Linked DNA regions of Mus musculus: regions 1 and 3 are each linked to region 2. The links are chromatin contacts, called in public HiChIP or PLAC-seq maps. All regions are on one chromosome and are shown on one strand. The core of a region is the stretch at or near the end of the contact, and the rest is flanking DNA. Distances in the headings are between cores, read along the strand shown. Region 1 overlaps Map4k4 (mitogen-activated protein kinase kinase kinase kinase 4). Region 2 has its middle 14 kb from the start of Rfx8. Region 3 overlaps Map4k4 (mitogen-activated protein kinase kinase kinase kinase 4).

Region 1 (2,808 bases), core at 272-2,771, 210 kb after region 2:
GGTGCTGGTGTATTTGTGAGAAATCACTTTCAGGTTCTGGGTTATGCGCCTGTTTTTCTGTGGGAGCTAGAATTGTTGATTTACGTTTGCACTAAGCAGAGTGAATTAGAGCCCGAGGAGGGTGCTGTGGGAGAATGAGGCTGGCATTTGGCTGGCGCTAAAAACAGCACCGTGTTTGCGCATTCAGCAGCATTCAGCAGCGGCTCAGTGGTGGGAAGAGAGGGAGAGCCTCTTACTTTATTCATTTTCAAGAGGGTTGGAAAGAAACCCAGAAGAGGCCACATAATACAGTGACATTGACAGAGAATAACTACCGAGTTGTGTGTTGTCATAAGAGCGAGCAGCAGGGTAAAATGTACTTTTTTTTTTATCTGTTTAGAGTAACCTATTGAGGTAGTTGAGGGTATGGACAGCTAGTCCCCCCCCCACCCCCCCATCTTGTATTAGCTTAGAAAAGTTAATGAGGAATTTGCCTGTGCTAGATTTGTGAATCTTGATTAACAAAGTGACAAGATTTTGTCAAATGCTTTCTAAAAATGGAATTTGTTTTGATATATATGTATTTTTTAAGTAGAGTGAAAAATTCTTGTATTCTGGCCTAAAATTTCCTAAAAGATTTCTTGTAGGTTTCCTAGTAAAGGCTTTCTGTCTGTCATAAAGATTGAATTCACATGGCCAGGACTAGGGACTAAAAGTAAGTGCTTCAGCCTGGCAAGAAGACTGTCCTGTCTTCTTCACTGTTTGTCTCCCACCCTCCCATTTTCCATTTTTAGGACTCTGCAGGAGGGAAAGTCTGCACAGCTAGTGTTGGGTGGGCCTAGGACACTATTGGAGGAGCTGAAGGGCATCATGTCTCCCAGACCTGGCTTCTGGTCCCTAGTGTATTCTTCATCCTTACAGTCAGTAGCTGAGTTTGGCTTCTTCTGGGATCGGGGTCCGTGTTGCACAGGACAAAATGTGTATACGGGCATTTGTGTTTGCATTAAGAACTGCCTGTTGCAGGAATGCTGGCCATGTAGCTGTGCAGCAGGAAGGCTTAGCCATATCTGAGTTCTGAGTTTGGTAAAAGGGATAATGGAAGTCGGCTGCATTTCATCCTTTCCTTGTTTCCCACCTTCGTGGCCAGTAAACACGGTTTCTTCCACATCGCCCACTTCCCTTAAAGTACTTTTAAGGATGTTTTTATTAATAAGCTGTTAGTTACTACTGTGAGGGATACTCTCTGAGGAAGGAGAACTATCTGAGAGAACTTGACAGAACCTTGTGCATTCATACATCCACCTTTGCTTTCTCATTGGCCATTGGCCTTTTCATTATGAGCTGTCACTGAAGATTTGACTGTGCCTGCTCTTAGTTCTGTACAGTAAGAAAGGAATATTAAAATATAACCCACCATTTTTGTTGGGAGTGAAAATATTGGCATTGTGAGCATTTTGGGGCTTTGAGTCATATGTACACACATCTTAACTGACAGTTAGCATTTTTTCCTAGTTGACTGCCTAGGGGCAGGAAGTAAACCCAGCCAGTGCTACAGTTCCTCTTCACTTGGCTGTGCTGTGAAGTGGCTGTCCTAGTGAGCCTTATTCATAGAGCTGGGGAACAGTGGCTCTGCACTGCTGTTGCATTTCTGGGCACGTGGAGTATAGCAATACCCTCAGTGTTGCTGGTCTTGGGGAGGTGGTGTTTGTCGCCTTGTTTTGTTCTGTGAGGTGGTGTGTGTGTGTGTGTGTGTGTGTGTGTGTGTGTGTGTGTGTAAGGGATAGAGAGTCGAGTTTCCTTTTGTTGCTGAGGATGCTCAATGAGGTGAGCATCTGCTCAGTAGAAAGGCGTGCCAGCTTTCTGCCTGTACATCATGAGAACAGCGGATGCCCCTCTCTTTGTGTTTGACCCATCTTTGCCTCAGGAGGTCATGAAGACTCTGATCTTAAAATAAATCATAGACCCTAAGTGCTGCTTCTCAGACCCTCCTGCGAGGTTTCATTATAGGCCTAAATATAAGCTGTAGCTGACATCACATCTGGAAACTGAGGAGACGCAATATAGACCAGCCTGTTCTTGTTTGTAGCTGGGGAAATCAGTACTTATCCTTCAGTGGTTAAAGGTCGGTGGGAGTGGCATTTGTAGTGCTAGTGTCAGGAGGGACCCCACGCCCCTGTCCTTTGTGCTTTGTGATCCTCTTTGTCACAGGGCTGCCTTGTTTATCCCTTAGGCCTGCAGCTTGGTGTTAGCACTGACTTTATCCAGGTGTTGTTGAAGCTGTAGGCATACCTCCATAGGTAGTGAGTTTTGTATTTTATTTCATGGAGAACACAGATGCAGGGCTTGCTTAGCTTCTGAGGTCTCAGTTGTTGAGAGCACTGCACAAGGATTTGTGTGTAGCTTTGAGATAGAAGGTACATGAGCGGAAAGCTTAGGCCTAAGGAACCTTCAGCAGTAGTTCATGAAGTTAAGTGACGTCAGAAACTCGTTGCTGTGGGTATTATTTTGTGAGTGCTTTTGGAATAATGACCTATTAACCTATTTTTAGATCATCCTCACTTGGCAGTTCTAGAATACTTGTTACAAGTTTCAGAAACATTGCAAATAAACTATGTTTCTGTGTCTGTGAGAACACCATCCTAGCAAGTAATAAAAACTGTAGGGAGTAGGTCATATCTACAGCATAATGATCTGTTGTTTGCAAATAATAAAAATCAAAGTGTAAAATTCATTCCAGAATTTTAATTCAGTAAATCAAATGTACAGTTCTAGTAACCGATCATTGAGTATTTATTTTTTATTTTTATTTTTTATTTTTTTGTTACTCAG
Region 2 (2,700 bases), core at 4-2,503:
CTTGCTCTGCAAAGCTTGCTTAGCCTACTTTCTTATAGAACTTGGGACCACCAGCCCAGGGATGGCACCACACACAATGGGCTGAGCTTCCCCCGACCCCTATTGATCACTAACTGAGAAAAGGCCTTACAGTTGGATCTCATGGAGGCATTTCCTCAAATGAAGCTCCTTCTTCTCTGATGACTCTAGCTTGTTTCAAGTTGACCCACAAAACCAACCAGAGTAAGGGCGGCACTCAGTTATTCATTCACACAGCAAATATCCAGGAAACCCCTGTGTCCAGTTTTATGCTGGGGCTTGGAGACCCCAGTAAAGGCAGGTTGCAGTGTCTGCTTATGCACCTATGATAACTGCCATGCTTCATAGATAAGCAAAAATAAAATATGGCTACTCCCAACATGCCTCCAAAATAGACTATATTGGATAATAGCTAGAGACCTGAGAGGTCATGTGCCCAAACCACAGGGATCCTACAGGGAACACCTGGACCACAGGGGCCGGAACACCACAGGGATACATCTGAGATGAGAGGAAGGTGGGGGCTGAGGTCCAGTCACGCCCAGTCCCGTGTGGCCATGGCCGTCACCGGAGCAACCATTACTCCAAAGCACAAGGGCTTAATGAAGACGACAAAGCCTTGGAAGAGATCATACAGTCGGAAACTGCCTGGGACGGTGCCCGTGTATGTCTGTCACCTCCCTACAGTTCGTCCTGTGTTTCTTACCCACTCTGGAGGGTGTTGGGACTTGATCTGTGAGTCACAGTTGCCCTCCACACTCGCCGATCTAACCAACGTGCTCAAGGATGTTCAGGGGAAATGAAACACAAGTTAACCTTCCCAATCCTAGTAGATAGGATGCAGAACGCTTTGGGGCTGGAATCAGAAATGGATGCCACCTCCAAGGGCCTTCAGCCACCTGTGTCTGAGAAGTGTTAGTGACATTTGCCCTCCCCACTTGTGGCAGACGGTGCCCACACAGAGATAAATATTCGTTTGTCCCGAGCGGGCTAGGAAACAGATGGCTGCAGTGGTTTCTTTCGGGCCTCGCTTCCTGCCTCGCATCCTGAGTCACAATCACACACATACACATCCTCTGGTTTTCCTCTCAGCTCGCACAGGAACTCGCATTTCGGTGGACTGAAGAATGCCCAGAAGTTCCAACACTCTTGGCACGGGATTTTTCTGCTCCTGGACGTTTATTGGGCCTTTTGATTCAGAGTAAGATGATAACTTTGCAGTGGGTCCCACCTGCTCGGGCTGAATCGCAGGCTGCATTTAAAGACATTTTACACCTCCACTCAGCACGCAACGGACCAACCTCTCTGCCTTGTCACCCTCTTGTAGCCCCGGCAAGGACCTCACCTCTTCCCACTGTCCAGGCAGGCTTTCCTCAGTGGCCCCTCAGAGGCTCGGGAGGCTGGAGTTCTGTGTGCCCACTCTTTCCGTCTCCATTCTTCTCTATTCCACACTTTCCATCTCTCATATTCCTAGGGTTGGGGTGATGAAGATCAGAGTGAAACTAACGTAAAACCTGACTGAAGTGCTCCGTGATGTCACCCTGTCACGGTGGCTCAAAGCACCCATCTAGTACTAAGGCTGGGATGCCTGTCCTCCTCCCCCACTGCAGAGCACCCACGTGGAGACCTGGTCCCATCCTTAGCCCCAAGACAAACAGAAACTTGTTAAAAAAAAACTTTCATGTCTACTAGTCTATGGAATAAGTATTTTATCTATCTATCTATCTATCTGTCTGTCTATCTATCTATCTATCTACCTATCTATCTATTTATTTATTTATTGTTGGACAGGTTCTAACTTTGTAGCCCAGGCTGACCTCAAACTCAAAGTCCTCTGCCCCAGCCTTCAGTGACATGATTATAGGTATGCACACCCATGCCCCTGGGCTTGGATGTATCTATTGTTTTATAAATGGGATCCCTGTGAATGTAAGCAGTTTGCTCACAATGTATCATTGTCATCATTTCAATGGTAACTAAGTCTGGGATCACATACACAGGTTCTGTCCTTTACATAAACTTCCCTTTGCGCCCAGTCCACTTCTCTTTCTCCTGGTTTACTGGTGTCCACACTGCTTCAGCTAATCTGCCTTTGTGCTGAAAGCCCTCCCAAGGGGCTCCCAGTTTCAGCCTTGCCCTGCCTGTGGCTCATGTGTGTCAGCATTGCACAGATAAGACTCTAACACACACCCTGTGCTTCACTCTTTGCCAGAGTGACAAGGACTAGTCTGGTGGTCATCCAGATATATACTGATATCCAGCATGTGTCCGTGTGGGCCAAGTAAGGTTCCATAGCATGGCTGAGGAAAAAAGTCTTCTACCCAGAGGTGGTAGAACCAAAAGCTGTGTGTTTTTAAGGCACCGTTGGTTTGTGTGTGTGTGTGTGTGTGTGCCTTTTGCTGTAACATTGAAGCTTCAGTTTCTCAGGGTGGGGGTGGTGCTTTTGTTTGGAGCCACCAGGAGCTGACACTTGTCACTTGAACTTCCTGACTTTGTTGGCTCTGCCAGGCATGCAGGGGCCTTTGCGTTTGATTTCCTCTGTGAGGAAGAAAAACAAAACAAAACAAAAAGTCTCAATTTATCATGGGACCCAGCACAGGAAAGCTTGCACAATAGACCCCAAGCTCCCTCACTTGGGAAAGCTGTCTCAGCCCGGGGAAGAGAGCTCCTCAAATCCAACAA
Region 3 (2,728 bases), core at 74-2,573, 190 kb after region 2:
CAGCAACTGCTGTGTCACCTGGTAGTTAACTAGAAGTGTTGTGGTATATGATAGGGTTGACAAACATTTAAAACACCATAGTCTTTTTTGGTCACATTAGTTTTCTCCTCCCTTTTTTTCTCTTTTAAAGTAATGTTAAAGAAGATATTGAATGTTGGGGGATTGAGGTGGGGGATATAGTACTGACCTTTAAAAAATATCTTCATTCTAGGTTCTATGACCCAGTATAGGGGAATGCCAGGGCCAGGAATGGGAGTGGGTGGGTTGGGGAGCAGGGGGAGGGGATAGGGGATTTTTGGAGGGGAAACTAGGAAAGGGGATAACATTTGCAATGTAAATAAAGAAAATATCTAATAAAAATATCTTCATTCTAGCAAAAGTCTAGTCACCATTAATTACAGTATTTGCAGATGAGCATGAGGAGGTAGGACAATAGCAGAGTGACCCAAATGGCTTGGAACCTTTGCTTTCGCTAAGGCGCCTCAATTCATGCCTGGCAATGCTAGCTAGACTTGCTTTTCTTAGCTCAACAGGAAATGAGAGCCCGGCTCTGTAGAGGAAGTCAAATACACCCAGCTTTCAGTGTGCAGGCTCCTCGTTGGCTGTCTAGGAGAACAATCAGATTGGGCTCACTCTAAATAATGCTCATTTTGAAAAGGAACTCAGCTACAGCTACAGTAGACTCTGATTCAGTAGGTCTGGGTGGGGCCTGGGACTCGTGGGTCTACTCTTCCTCCATGGTGTCAAAGTACTTCCACACCGTGAATACTGAGGATGCAGATTGTTGAAGTCTGCCCAGCGTGTTGCAGGCTAGGCGACTGCCTAGGGGTTTCATTGGAGCAGACCTAATCCAGTGCCAGATTTGGATTGAGATTGTATCTCATGTGTGCAGGATGAAGTGTCTTGTGAAGCCACGCAAACTGATGATGTGAATAGATTGTAGCTTTTAGTGAGGGTTCTAGGTTTTCTAGGACTTAGTGGAGACAGGATAGTTGAGATGGCCACATCTGACCTTTGGGTACACAGGTAGGGGGCTTTATGGCTGCTCAGGTCTCAGTTTCACCAAGGTCGGGGGTCTCCCCCCCCCCCCCCCCTCGGGGAGTACAGAGTCATGCCGCTGCCTCCTTGCCACCACTGGTAGCAGTTGCTGAAACTCGGGATCCCATTTTGGTTGCTAGAGCACATCTAGCAGAGAAGGAACAGTGTTTGAGAGAGAATGAGCAGGAGGCCTGCCTTCCGAGTGAGGGCGACAGAGTTGGCCCAGGGTAGAGGGTTCCTAGTAGAGACACAAGAGGCCATTGTGGTGTGGAAGAGCTGCAGAGCCATCCGGTGACAGCTTTCAGACTACAGCTGTGCTCTGAGTCAGCAAGGGTGGGCAGGTAGAAGCGAGACTTTCATGCACACCCGTCCCCGTTTTGATCGCGTGCTCTTTCTTGCATCTAGGAAAGCAGTCAGGGAAAGGTGCCATTGACAGAGAAGCTTCAGACCAGGTTGTGGGAATACAGGTGCCAGAAGAAGTGGGTGGGAGGCAGGAAGAGCCTGAGGAGTAGAAGGAGACTGAGGAAGAAGCAGATTCGCTCTTAGTTCCTGCAAAGGTCTGCATGGCAGAGATCTGCATGTCTGTGGGGAATGGTGCATAAGAATCTGCTTCCCTCACCTCTTAGAAATTCCTAAGACCTTGTGAGGCAGAGGGACTCTCGCCCCAGTGTGAATGCCGCCCCTCCCCCTCTGATTGAACTATCTTTGTCTTCCCACTGATAGCTTTATCTGAAGTAAATTACTTTCCGGAGTTTCCAAACTAGTGGTTTGAAGTAAAGAGAAAAACTGCTAAGCTATTTGAAGATACATTCCTTTCTAAAAATTCTCAAAGTTGTTGACTAACTAAAAATTCTTGCAGTCACTTCAGTGATTTTTGCCAAGATTGTTTCATGTTTGTTTAATGTTGTTGTGGGTAAGATAGTCTTGACTGCAAGAAATAGAAGATACAGCTGAGTTTCAGCTAGTCACGGGGCTGTCCTGTGACAAAGTGGCTTCGGGTCTAGAGTTTGCTGAGTTTCCCCTTGGTCATCTTAAGGATGTGGCTCTGTCCTGCATGTCCTTCCTAGCTGCAACCTCTCTTAAAAATTTTTATTCTTATTATTTTAACTGTAGGCACGCTAATAAGTGTTAATTTTTAAAATCAGTTTTAATTTTTAGGCTTTAATTTCTTTGGTGTTTTTTTTTTTGTTTGTTTGGTTTTTTTTTGTTTCAATTTATTTATTTATTTATTTATTTTGAGTTTTTCAAGACAGAGTTTCTCTATGTAGCTGTCTGTCCCTGAACTCTCTGTAGACCAGGCTGGCCTTGAACTCAGAAATCTACCTGCCTCTGCCTCCCAAGTGGTGGGATTAAAAGCATGTGCCACCACTGCCTGGCTTCTTTGGTTTTTTTAAGAATTTATTTTATGTGAGTGTCTGTCTGCATGTATGTATGTATATCATGTGTATGCCTGGTGCCTGCGTTCTGTTCCTACCACCCCCAGGTATGACTCCAAACCATCTGTAACTCCACTTGGAGGAGACTCCAAGGCTGTCTTCCTGTGAGCAAACCACGTGGAGCAAGCCAGTAAGCAGCAGCCCTCCATGGCCTCTGCATCCATCAGCTCCTGCCTCCAGGTTCCTGCCCTGTGTGATTTCCTGTCCTGACTTTCTTTTATGATGAACCATGAGGAGGAAGTGTAAGCCAAAGA

What was found. HiChIP or PLAC-seq counts read pairs in DNA pulled down with a chosen protein or histone mark.
Region 1: an H3K4me3 HiChIP or PLAC-seq map of pro-B cells shows a contact between it and region 2, with 3 times the contacts expected there. The contact joins two enhancer-like sites. A contact is called at or near these places in 1 of 15 datasets of contacts at CTCF or cohesin (pro-B cells), 2 of 484 Hi-C or Micro-C datasets (bone marrow-derived macrophages and embryonic stem cells), 15 of 115 datasets of contacts at active chromatin or transcription factors (the 230-238 cell line, T-cell acute lymphoblastic leukemia, acute myeloid leukemia and 11 more) and 3 of 9 other capture datasets (adipose tissue, bone marrow-derived macrophages and embryonic trunk).
Region 3: an H3K4me3 HiChIP or PLAC-seq map of fetal liver shows a contact between it and region 2, with 5 times the contacts expected there. The contact joins two enhancer-like sites. A contact is called at or near these places in 1 of 15 datasets of contacts at CTCF or cohesin (pro-B cells), 1 of 484 Hi-C or Micro-C datasets (embryonic stem cells), 17 of 115 datasets of contacts at active chromatin or transcription factors (the 230-238 cell line, acute myeloid leukemia, bone marrow-derived macrophages and 11 more) and 3 of 9 other capture datasets (bone marrow-derived macrophages, liver and pancreatic islet).

The regions. Positions count from the first base shown.
Region 1 is chr1:39,943,005-39,945,812 of GRCm38.p6, forward strand. All of the region lies in intron 2 of Map4k4 (mitogen-activated protein kinase kinase kinase kinase 4), which reads left to right. Among named protein-coding and RNA genes, the nearest start is that of Map4k4, 43 kb to the left of the region's middle. RefSeq lists an enhancer at 2,606-2,808. Within about 2 kb of position 1,522, at least 107 of the 459 cell types and tissues checked have an H3K27ac peak or open chromatin away from gene starts, as enhancers often do. A contact at or near this core is called in T-cell acute lymphoblastic leukemia, bone marrow-derived macrophages and pro-B cells, where this site is marked.
Region 2 is chr1:39,733,513-39,736,212 of GRCm38.p6, forward strand. No RefSeq gene overlaps it. Among named protein-coding and RNA genes, the nearest start is that of Rfx8, 14 kb to the left of the region's middle. Within about 2 kb of position 1,254, at least 84 of the 459 cell types and tissues checked have an H3K27ac peak or open chromatin away from gene starts, as enhancers often do. A contact at or near this core is called in T-cell acute lymphoblastic leukemia, bone marrow-derived macrophages, liver and 2 more, where this site is marked.
Region 3 is chr1:39,922,273-39,925,000 of GRCm38.p6, forward strand. The region is part of intron 2 of Map4k4 (mitogen-activated protein kinase kinase kinase kinase 4); the gene reads left to right. Among named protein-coding and RNA genes, the nearest start is that of Map4k4, 23 kb to the left of the region's middle. Within about 2 kb of position 1,324, at least 160 of the 459 cell types and tissues checked have an H3K27ac peak or open chromatin away from gene starts, as enhancers often do. A contact at or near this core is called in bone marrow-derived macrophages, liver, memory CD8 T cells and 1 more, where this site is marked.